Regions from separate parts of the Pelodiscus sinensis genome. Here region 1 is linked to region 2. The links are chromatin contacts, called in public Hi-C maps. All regions are on one chromosome and are shown on one strand. The core of a region is the stretch at or near the end of the contact, and the rest is flanking DNA. Distances in the headings are between cores, read along the strand shown.

Region 1 (4,834 bases), core at 32-2,531, 140 kb before region 2:
TGGCAGACTTCGCTAGGCCCTGGACAACGTAGGGGAACTTGGTTCCTGGACCTCACAAAAGGGGTAGGGCCTTGGACAGAAGAGACAGGGCTATAGGTGGTAGAGGTGGGGCTAGTGGCTATCCTCCCCCCCTCCCCCAATCAGGGATGTTAAATAATCGGTTAATTGAATAGTCAATTAACCTTATGAATTCCTATTACTTGACTATTCTATAGTCCCGATGGGGTGGGGGCCCCTAGCCAGTGCACTTTGGCCCCACTCCCGAGGGGACCCCTGCCAGAGGCAGCAGCGTGGACTGTCAGGTGGGAGCTGATCTGTAAGGGGAGCCAGTTTAAAAGCCAGCTCCCCTCACGGACTGGCTGTCACAGGGGAGCTGAGCTGAGCTGAGCTGAGCTCCTGGAGCCAGCACAAGCCAGAACTGAGCCAGGCTGTCTGCCTGCTTCCTAATACACTTTGAAGGCAGAGCCACAGTGGAGGTAAGTCCTGGACCTGGCCGGAGCCCACCTGCTGAAAAATTTTCTGGGGTGGGGGGGCAGGGAATGCGTCTCTCTATTGCATTAGCCAATAAGCTTTTGCTTATCAGTTAATCGACTATGCTATTGCAGCCCTACTCCACACCAGCCGGTCAGCACTGCCCAGCCTGAGTCACCCGAAGCTCCAGCCGCTGTTGCTGCCACGGCAGGAGTCCAGAGCCCTTTTAAATCACTGGGCCCTGAGCCACCTTTAAATTAGCTCCCCCCCCCCATCCCCACAGAGGGCGGGCCTGGATCCTGTGAGCAAGGAGACTGCTGCAGCTCGCGCCTACCGGATTCAGACACACAAGCCGCTAGACTCAGGCTGTGTCCGCAGGCGGGACACGCTCGCCTCAGCGCATCGCTCCTCCCGCTGGAAACCACCTGGCGCGGCCCTGAACGCCGGTTAACAGCTCCGCTCAAACGGCCGGCACGGGACAGATGCGCGCGCGCAGCGCTCAGCCTGGCGCCCTGCACCAGACCCCGCCCCGCCGCGGAAAGGACAAACACCGCTCCCGCCCTGCGCGGGCGCAGCCAGCACCTTCCCTCGCCCCTCCCCCACGTCCCTGCCCCCTGCCCCACCCCTTGGCCACGCCCACTAGCTTCCGGACCCTCTGGCCCTGCCCCCCCTCATTGGCTGAGCTCCCTCCCTCTCCTGCTCGGGTTGGGGTCCTCAGATTCTGACCCGCCCCTGCCTTCCAGGCCTCGGCTCGGGCGCTTGGTGATGACCTCACGCGGCTCGTCTTCCCCTCCTCCCCTGGCCCCGAGCAGTTGTCAAGTTTGCAGCTACGTCATCAGGAACGCGACCGTTCGTGCCGCGGCGTTCGCGGCAGCGTGCGAGTCCAGAGTAGCCGGCGGCACGTGCTGCGGCCGGAGCCATGAGCGGCCCCGTGACTTGCGCCACCTGGGTGCGCAAGGCGGTTGCCAAGGAAACGCCCGACAAGGTGAGACCCCCCCCCCCTCGAGCTGGAAAACGTGCCTTTTCCTCCGCCACCCCCCCCCCTTCCCTCCCGCTGCGGCGCGCTCCCGGCTGCTGGATCTCAGCCTGTCTCCCCTTCCAGGTGCGGCTCAGCGCCGAGGAGCTGAAGCGGCTCATTGGGGAGGCCGCGGAGACGCTGCGGTGAGTGTCCGCCTGCCTGGCGGGGGGAGACTCTCCCCCACCCCCCGTGTGGCCCAGGGTACGCACTGAACAGCCCCTGGCCTGGAGGGGCTTTAATCACGGGCGTGCTGGGGGAGGGGCTCTGCCCTAACGGGGGCTGGATCCTGCCCGTTGGCAGCGAGGACTTAGTCTGCACTGGCATTTTACAGCCCTGTGACTTTCTGGCTCAAGGGTGTGAAAAACACCCACCCCCTCCAACACTTCCTCCCCTCCCCCAGTGCAGCCCGTTACAGTGTTGTGAAACACCAGTGTGAACCAGGCTACAGTGCTGGGACCGAGCTCCCAGCGCTGTTAGCTACTCCCATTGCATAGGTGGTTTACAGAGAGTGCTGTGAGAGCTCTCTCCCAGCACTTGTGCCCTGGCCACACTGAGTTTTAAGCACTTCCCTGCTTTAAACTGTTAAGTGTAGACAAAGCCACTGTTCTTTGGGAAAGAATCCTAGAGTGTCTCAGCATAACAGCAGTAGCCGAATGTCTCCCCCAAATATACGTAGTAGGGATGTTAAATTTAGATTAATTGGCTAATTGAATAGTCGATGTAATGTGCATCAACTATTCAGTTAATCAATAAGGATGTAGCAACAGCCCCAGGTGAAAGTGCTGCAGGGAGCATGGAGTCAACAGGTGACTCAGTCAGTCTGACTCTGTGCATCCTGTGGTGTTTCAAAGCAGCAGCACCGCATGGAGCCCAGGGTCCACGTGGTACTGACCCTTTCAAGCCCTCTCCCCACTCTCTTGTTGCCTCTTTCTGATAGAGGCAGCGGAGGTGGGGGGGAAAGTGACTAATTGACTAGCTGGTCACATCCCTAATAGGTGAGATCTGGGTGCCAGAGCCCCAGATTAACTGCAGTGTATAGCCATGGCCTTGAACCAGCTTTATATGAGTTATGAGTCTAGGAAATAGGTCAATTACTCATCTATACTTGCCACTAGTAAGGAATGTTGTCAGCTTTTGCAATTAGGCAAGATTCTAAGCTTCCATGTTTAAAAAGAGTGAGTTTCTAGCCCTGCTGGTTATGGAGTAAAATTTGAATGTTGACCACTAAAGCCAGGAGTGAGGAACCTAAGGCTGGATGAGGCCCCTGGATTGCCTGGATCTGGCCTCTGGGGTTTGGGGGGTCCTCCCCAGTATTGGGGAGCTCACACTAGTGCTCCAGCTCCCCCACCTTACCATTGTGGAGCTAGAGCACACAAAATCTACTAGCCGCCTCCTCCCTCTCTTTCTCTCTCCCCCTCCCCCCCCCCCCCGGCCCCTGGTGTGGGAAATGTCTTTCTCATTATCGGGTTTAGTTTTTCTTTTTTACTTTTCACTTGTGTGTGGCCTCCCCCACCCCGGACTGATTTTTCTGTGGGTCAGCAGCCCCCAACCCAAAAAAGGTTCGCTAAAGAATCTCAGACTTAGTTTTAATGTCGTGATTTTAAGTAGGGATGTGATAGTATACATAGTTAAACGGTTAACTGATGAGCTTGACTCACGGTTACACACAAGCACCTCCCCCCAGCTATCAGCGGCCTCTGTATCCGAAGGGGGACAGGTGATTCTGTGGAAGCCTCAGGCAGCAGCGTGGGGGCGGGGGCAGGCAGGTGGCTCTGCGTGAGCCGATATGCACACGGAATGTCCCACGGACTGCCGTCTCCCCCTCCCTCCCTCCACGTGTGAATGTGTAACCCCTGAAAATGTCCATGGTTGCAGGTTTACCAAAAGAACCCACATTTTAACATCCCTAATTTTAAGCCCATCTCATGAGTTTTAGATGCTTGATTCATGAGTTTTGAATGTTTGGAATTGTCACTGTTGCAGACATGAAAAACAGTTGCTGTTAAATAAAGAATACTTACCTACATTCACTGAAAAATAGCACACTACTCATTTTACCTGAGTGGAAGGTAACAACATTTATTTGTTAGAAAACGTGTTCAGGTCCATAGTCCCACTGGGGCTCTGCATTGGTGCAGTGCAAGTACTAATTTGATTGTCATATCGGGGCCCCCAAGTGCCAGGAATTCCATGTGCACTCAGGTGAATACTGTCAGCTTCCCTCTACCTTAGGGTGGGGAACCTTTTTTGGTCCAGGGGGCTGCTGACCCACAGAAAAATCAGTCAGGGACCACTCACAAGTGAGAAGCCCCTGAATGTGAGAGAGATACTCCCCACATTCCCCTTGCACACCAGAGCTTAGGTGGGCCCAAGCTAGTAGATTTTGTGTGCTCCAGCCTTGCGGGTGGGGAGCTGGAGAGCCAGTGCGGACTCCCCAGTTCTGAGTGTTGGGGTCTGGATCCAGGCAAGCTGGGGGCTGCATGGGTTCACCAGCCCTGCTTTACCTAATTTCAGCTTTCATTTTTTAAGTTTACCCTTTTCTTTACTAATAGAACTTTCAAAACATACTTAGTAAGTTCTAGTGGCTGTCCCTAAAAATGCAAATGTTTCTGAATTTCTGGTGTTTTGTGTTAAGAAGCTTAACTTTTATGGGTCGCTTCTCTCCGCCTTTCCCCCGCACTAGTTTATAATTCTACTGCTGTTATCAGTAGTTTTGCATGTGAAACTGTAAACTGCATGCGCCCTTTTCTTATGGATTTCCTACCCTTACTTGAGAAGTATGCAATGCAAGATTTGAGGAGTCTCTTAAATGTAATTTCTTAAAATTCAGTGTGGAAGCTTAGAGAATTACCTCTCATAACTAAAAATGTTATGACCTTTTTCTAACATCTTGTGCTTCATAGAATTCATTAGTGCTCTTGTCATTTTATTTCTGTACAAAGATCGCAAGTCAGATTTAAATTTAGAATATTTAATTATCCTGCTACTTGTTTTTACTGTCATATGAAGGGCAAGAGATATTTTAAAAAACAAATGTCACAAATAGCTCTTCAGCAAGCTTTTTCAAAACTGAAAGACCTTTGCATTAGATGTAGTTTTCTTAGATGCAAGCTTGTGTTCTACCCTGGATCTTTGTTGGTTGGTGTCAGCAGGAGTTTTGAATGTATGGGTAGTAGAATATCCCCTAGGGAGAAGCCTCTTGTGGGATAAGGATGTTAAGTATCAGTTAATTAACTGAGTAGTGGGTGGAATTTCCATTGACTACTCGATTACTCGCTAAAGCCGGGGCAGTGCAGGGTGCCCACTGCGGCTCTGCACTTTAAATGTAGTAAGAGCCTGCTGGGC
Region 2 (5,312 bases), core at 2,027-4,526:
ATATAAGAGGAAAGCATTGATTGCAGGTGCAGTTTCCAAATGTATATATTTTTTCAAAGTTCTGTACCCTCGCTCACACCATGGACACCATTTGGAAAGCATCAACCGACCAGGGGGAGGGAAGATAGGGGGAAGTTTAAAAAAAAAAAAAAAAGAACAATTCTTTCTTTATGGCAGACACTCACATGAATAATGCCAGGCAGTGCAGCCACATTCCCAATCTGTTTCATAGCAGGTAAGAATCCACCAGCACCTGAAAGGCAAAAACTAAATGTTTACACACGGGACTTCCTGACAAACAGCATTGATAATGACTGATATGGAAGCACCTTTCAAGTTAGCTAGCTCAAATTCAGGCAGATTAGTAGTGACCAAAGCTTGTTTTAATCTGGTGGAAAATGCCTGGCACTTTGGGAAGCTACAGGTCCATTGTAATGAAGTGTTTCTGAAATTCCCCTGCTGTCAAAGTGCTGGTACAGGTCATCTGTCTACATTTTACCACCATACAATCTAGGACTGTATAAAGTAGGGATGTGAACAGGTAATCAATAAGTGTCACTGGGTGATGCTTACCAGGTAACTTAACCAGTACTCAGGAATGAAATGCAGTAAATAACTATAAAGATATAATTATGAAAAAGTGCAGTATATTTTAAGATCCCTTTATTTTTCATTTTTGTAAAGTTCTTAACACAGGAAAGAAATGTATTATATTTTCAACTTGTCCCTTGCAGTCACCAGGACTGGCAAGTCTGTCTGTTTCAGCAGCAATATTTTCAGGATTTAGAAACAGTGTTGTCAGGTACACAGGGAGTGCATACTTTCATGGCTGGATATGTGAGTAATCTTTACTACACATTTTCAATGTTTTCTTAGACGCATACAAGCCACACTAATTCAGCGTAAAAGGCTTTTTTTTTTTTAGGAGATGAGAATGAAAGAAGTGATATACAGGAAGCAAGCATTTGAAATTTAATGAAAAACAAACAAGAAGAGGGGATCTTCCTATGCTTACCGCCACCTCTGCAGGCATTTCGTAACTCCTCAAACATTAATTTCTCTAGTGGCTCATTTACATAAAATACTCCTTCCACCTAGAAGCAAACATAAGAACGAGAAAACACAAAATAATGCATCATTACTACTCTTACAAAAACCTGCCAGAAGCAGGATTATATAACAGAATAGGTTACAAAGTGTATTTTTTTTTGTTATTTTCTTGCCACTGTTTATTTAGAAGCATATTTGCTTATCTTTCTGGTAGGGCTTAAGACCCACTAGTCACTTTCAAAAGACATACACTTTGTGCCAAGAAGTTTACAATCCCAATGCTCAATCCTGCAAACAAACAGACCATGTCTATATACACAGTGCTCCAGCTGCACCAGCACAGCATGTCTCGTGAAAATGCACTATGCCAGTGGTGCGCAACCCGTGGGTCATGACGCCCAAGGCTGTCTTCCTGGAGCAAGGGGGTCACAGCGCCGGGCCGGCTGCCATTTTGTTTTCCTGGCTTGGCGCTCAACATACGTGCAGCGGGGGCAGGAGGAGTGGCAGGGGAGCGGACCAGCACTTTAAATTAAAGGGGCTGCAACAAAATGTTCCCAGCGCCTTTTTTTTTTGCTCAACCAAAATTTTTCCAGCCCTGGGGGTTGCAAATTAAAAAAGGTTGAGCACCATTGCACTACGCTGACAGGAGAGAAATCACCTCTACCATTGGCAGAAGCTACATCAGGAGATGAAGCTCTCCTGCTGACCTAACACTATGCACACAGGCACTTGTGTTAATATAACTTATGTGGCTCAGAGGGTGTTTTTTCATAATCAAGTGCATAGGCGACTGGTGCCTGGAGGGGAAGGGGTGCAGGAGGGCCACCCAAAAGGGGGGGGAGGGACTAGAGGCGCATCCATTTAGCCCTTTGAGTTTTGACAGGGGTGGGGTGGCAGTGCTACCTCCTGAGGGCTACCACAAGTCACATATGCTCAAGTGACATAAATTATACCGACATAAGCTGTAGCATAGTGTGCAACTAGACTACAGGGTTTTGTCGACAAAAGTATACCTGTGTCTACACTACCGCCGAGTTGGGCAGTTTTGTCGACAGCGGTAAACCTCATTCTATGAGGAATAATGCCTTTTGTCAACAGAGTTCTGTCAACAGAAGGCGTTATTGCATCTACACTGTCCTTTGCGTCTACACTGTCATGTCGACAAAGTGACTTGCTTTGTCGACAGATCTGGATGCAGTCTAGACGCTCTTTGTCAGCAGAAGTTTTGTCGACAAAAGCCTGTAGTCTAGGTGTACCCATAGAGACTAGGCCCAGAACCGCTGACATGCATTAACACTTTCACTATCGGGATCCAAAGCCAGAGTGACGTTAGGAAGAACAGAGACGGGGCACATGTAGCCAAGGTGAGGCTGGGGCCCGCCCTGGGGTTCCTAATCCGAAACACGTGTCCAGCTATGGAAGTGCAGCTTCTCTTCGGGGCATTAGCCCCGCCCCCAGGATGTCTTTCTCTGAAGTTTATTTTAATAGGGCCGGATTCACGGGCTTAGAGAACCGTTAAGGATGAAAAATATCCCAGCCGCGCGCTCTCCTCCAGCGAGAGCCCCCTGGGGGGGGGGGAGGGTGTCCAATTCCAAGGCCCCCTCCCCCGCCAGCGCCTTGCTGTTCCCTGCCCGGCTCCCCCTCGGGTGGGGCAGGAGCTTCCCCGCGAGCCGCTGAGCGGAGGTATCGCCCCGACGCCGCTTTGCCCGAGCGGACGCGGGGGGGGGGTCTGGTCCCAGGCCGCAGCTCCCCGAGGCGGGTCACGCGGACAGCGACAGGCCGCGCACCCCCCCTTCCCGCGCCTCCTCGCGCCGCAGGGGCGCCAACGGCCGGTCCCACAGCTGCGGGGAGGGGGTGTCTCGGGGCAGCCCCGCCCCCCCAGCTCGCGCGCTGAACGGTCACTGCCGAGCGCGAGACCCCCGCCCCTCGCGCTCACGTTCATGTTGGGCACGAAGCCCTTCTTGATCCTCCAGGAGTTCTTGGTGAGCTTGTCCAGGTACTGCAGCTCGTCATTGTAGCTGCGGCTCATGGCGGCGGCCCTGCTGACTCCGTGTCACACACACCGCTGGGGGTTCCCTCACGGCGCCGGCCAGGAAGGATGCCACGGAGGCCGCCGAGGCTCACTCTCGATCAGAAGGCGAAACGCCAGCGAATAGGTGGGGAGGCGTTAAGGCCGTTGGACAGGAGCCGCCGAGGCTCATATTTCGTGCGTTCAGGCCGGAGCCTTGCGCGGCGCCCGCCCCGCGGTGCGCTGCAGCGCCCCCTGGTGGGGCTCTGAGCCGTCGGGAGAGCGGTAGCGGCGCCGGCGCGCGGCAGGAGGCTCCCTGGCACAACCCCACGGCGCGCGCGGCCGTGCAGGGCGCAGTGCTGGGGCTGCCGCCGGGTTCCTGCAGAGACTGGGCAGGCCGGGGGCTGTGGGGTGGGAGCAGGGGCAGCCCTCGCAGGCCTGTTGGGACCGAGCCCTGGTGCCCCCTAGAGCTCGCCCGGCCCCTCACACGAGCGCCGCAGCGGGGTGAAGTGCACGATGCTCGGAAGCTGCTGCCTCCTCCCTGAGTCCCGCTTCTCTTTTCCCCCCGTCCCCCGAGTCCTGCAGTGAGGCTGCCGCGCCACCCAGCGGACATTAACGATGCCACCACGCCCAGGGCTGTTGGCTGGGGCGTCTCAGTCACAGCTGGCGGATAGTTTTCACTGGCAAAACATTTCCTGCTGAAAAATGGGGTTTTGTCAAATGCAGGTTGTTGGTGTAAAAAACAAGGAGTAGTCCTGTAGCTCCTTAGCAACCAACAAAAATACATGTATAGTAGCATGAGCTTTTGTGGGCAAAATGCACTTCTTCAGATGAGCCCACGGGGTGGTTTTGTTTTCTGCTCGACAAGAGGGGGGTACAGTGAGGGAGGCTGTGTCTAGACTGGCAAGTTTTTCCGCAAAATCATCTGATTTTGCGGAAAAACTTGCCAGCTGTTGTGGGAGAAAAATTAAATAACTTCAATTGTGTCTAAAGGGGGGAACTGTGCAGAAATTATAACTTTCTAAAAGAAAACTGCTGTAAGGGTTAAAAAGTTTTTCAGGCCTTTCTCCCTGTAACAGAGAGAAATTAAATTAGCTTTAATCAAAGACCCTTACAAATAACTATCTTAAATTTATGGATACTTCTAGTCTGTTACAATTTGTTATGTAAACCCTTATTTTTGTCACAGTTTGCCTTGTAGACTCCTCCACTCAAGTTCTTATGTGGCTTTGTGTACTGTAAAAACTTACTTTTAGCACTCCTGGGGTAAACAGAAGTCTTAGAGTACTTCTGCTAAGACTTTGATATGTTAAAGAAGAACAATCCACAACTGAACTGTCTAAGCATTCTGTATATAGAATACCTGAATCTGTCTGTCAGGGCGGCTGCTTCACTCTTGGAAGTGACAGCCTGCATGCATGCATCATAAAGTTTTCCCTTCTAGGTTTCTCTCCTGCCTCACTGATTTCACCTCCGGCCTCGGACCCTTCTGGGGGCTCTGTACCCCAGGGGAGCGACATTTCCCCCTCACTGTCTACACTGGCCGCTTGAATTTCCAGAAAAGCACTGACGATCTCATGTAAAATCATCAGTGCTTTTCCGGAAATACTATGCTGCTCTCGTTCAGGAAATGGAGATTGGGGCTTTTTTGCAGAAAACCGCGTCTAGATTGGCCATGGACGCTTTTCCGCAAAAAGTGCTTTTGCGGAAAAGCATCTTGCCAATCTAGACGCGATTTTTCTGAAAATGCTTTTAACGGAAAACTTTTCCGTTAAAAGCATTTTCGGAAAATCATGCCAGTGTAGACGTAGCCTGAAAGTTTGCCTTTTTTGGAATTAGGAACTTTTGAAAGGAAATGAAAACATATGTTTCATTTCTCAAATACTTTTTTTTATTGTCAAGTTTTTATTCTCTCCCCTTTCAATAGACCCTTTTTGTCACTGCAAGCTGAACAGTGAAAGGGGGACACTAGGAACTATTTAAGAAGGAATGAGAAGGTGGGTATCATTAGGAGTAATTGAATGAGTCATTAAAAAATTACCTCACTCTTGAGATACTGTGGAGTAGTTTCTCAAGAAAAGTTTATTGTAGCTGCACAGCTTGGCACATGTAAAACTTACGGTGACAGTACTAACAAAATAATAATTACTAAAGAATAATTCTGTATTAAAGAATAAATCTGTACCATTAGGGGCATGAAGTAGATTAATGAGTCCTTTTCAGCTCTAAGTTCTAGAGCAGTGTTTCTTAACTT

What was found. A called contact is a pair of places that touch in the nucleus more often than the background predicts.
Region 1: a Hi-C map of blood shows a contact between it and region 2, with 4 times the contacts expected there. The contact joins the promoter of PWP1 here to the promoter of RTCB in region 2. A contact is called at or near these places in 3 of 5 Hi-C or Micro-C datasets (blood, liver and an unstated tissue).

The regions. Positions count from the first base shown.
Region 1 is chr1:96,003,797-96,008,630 of ASM4963464v1, reverse strand. It overlaps PWP1 (PWP1 homolog, endonuclein), which reads left to right and starts at 1,281. Exons shown (of 15, transcript XM_075938363.1): 1 at 1,281-1,456; 2 at 1,574-1,632. The coding sequence starts at 1,391. It overlaps LOC142830833 (a long non-coding RNA gene), which reads right to left and starts at 986. Exons shown (of 2, transcript XR_012906356.1): 1 at 806-986.
Region 2 is chr1:95,862,518-95,867,829 of ASM4963464v1, reverse strand. It overlaps RTCB (RNA 2',3'-cyclic phosphate and 5'-OH ligase), which reads right to left and starts at 3,276. Exons shown (of 12, transcript XM_075938283.1): 1 at 2,987-3,276; 2 at 1,016-1,094; 3 at 186-253. The coding sequence starts at 3,079. BPIFC (BPI fold containing family C) reads right to left here. Exons shown (of 18, transcript XM_006137975.3): 18 at 4,939-5,312.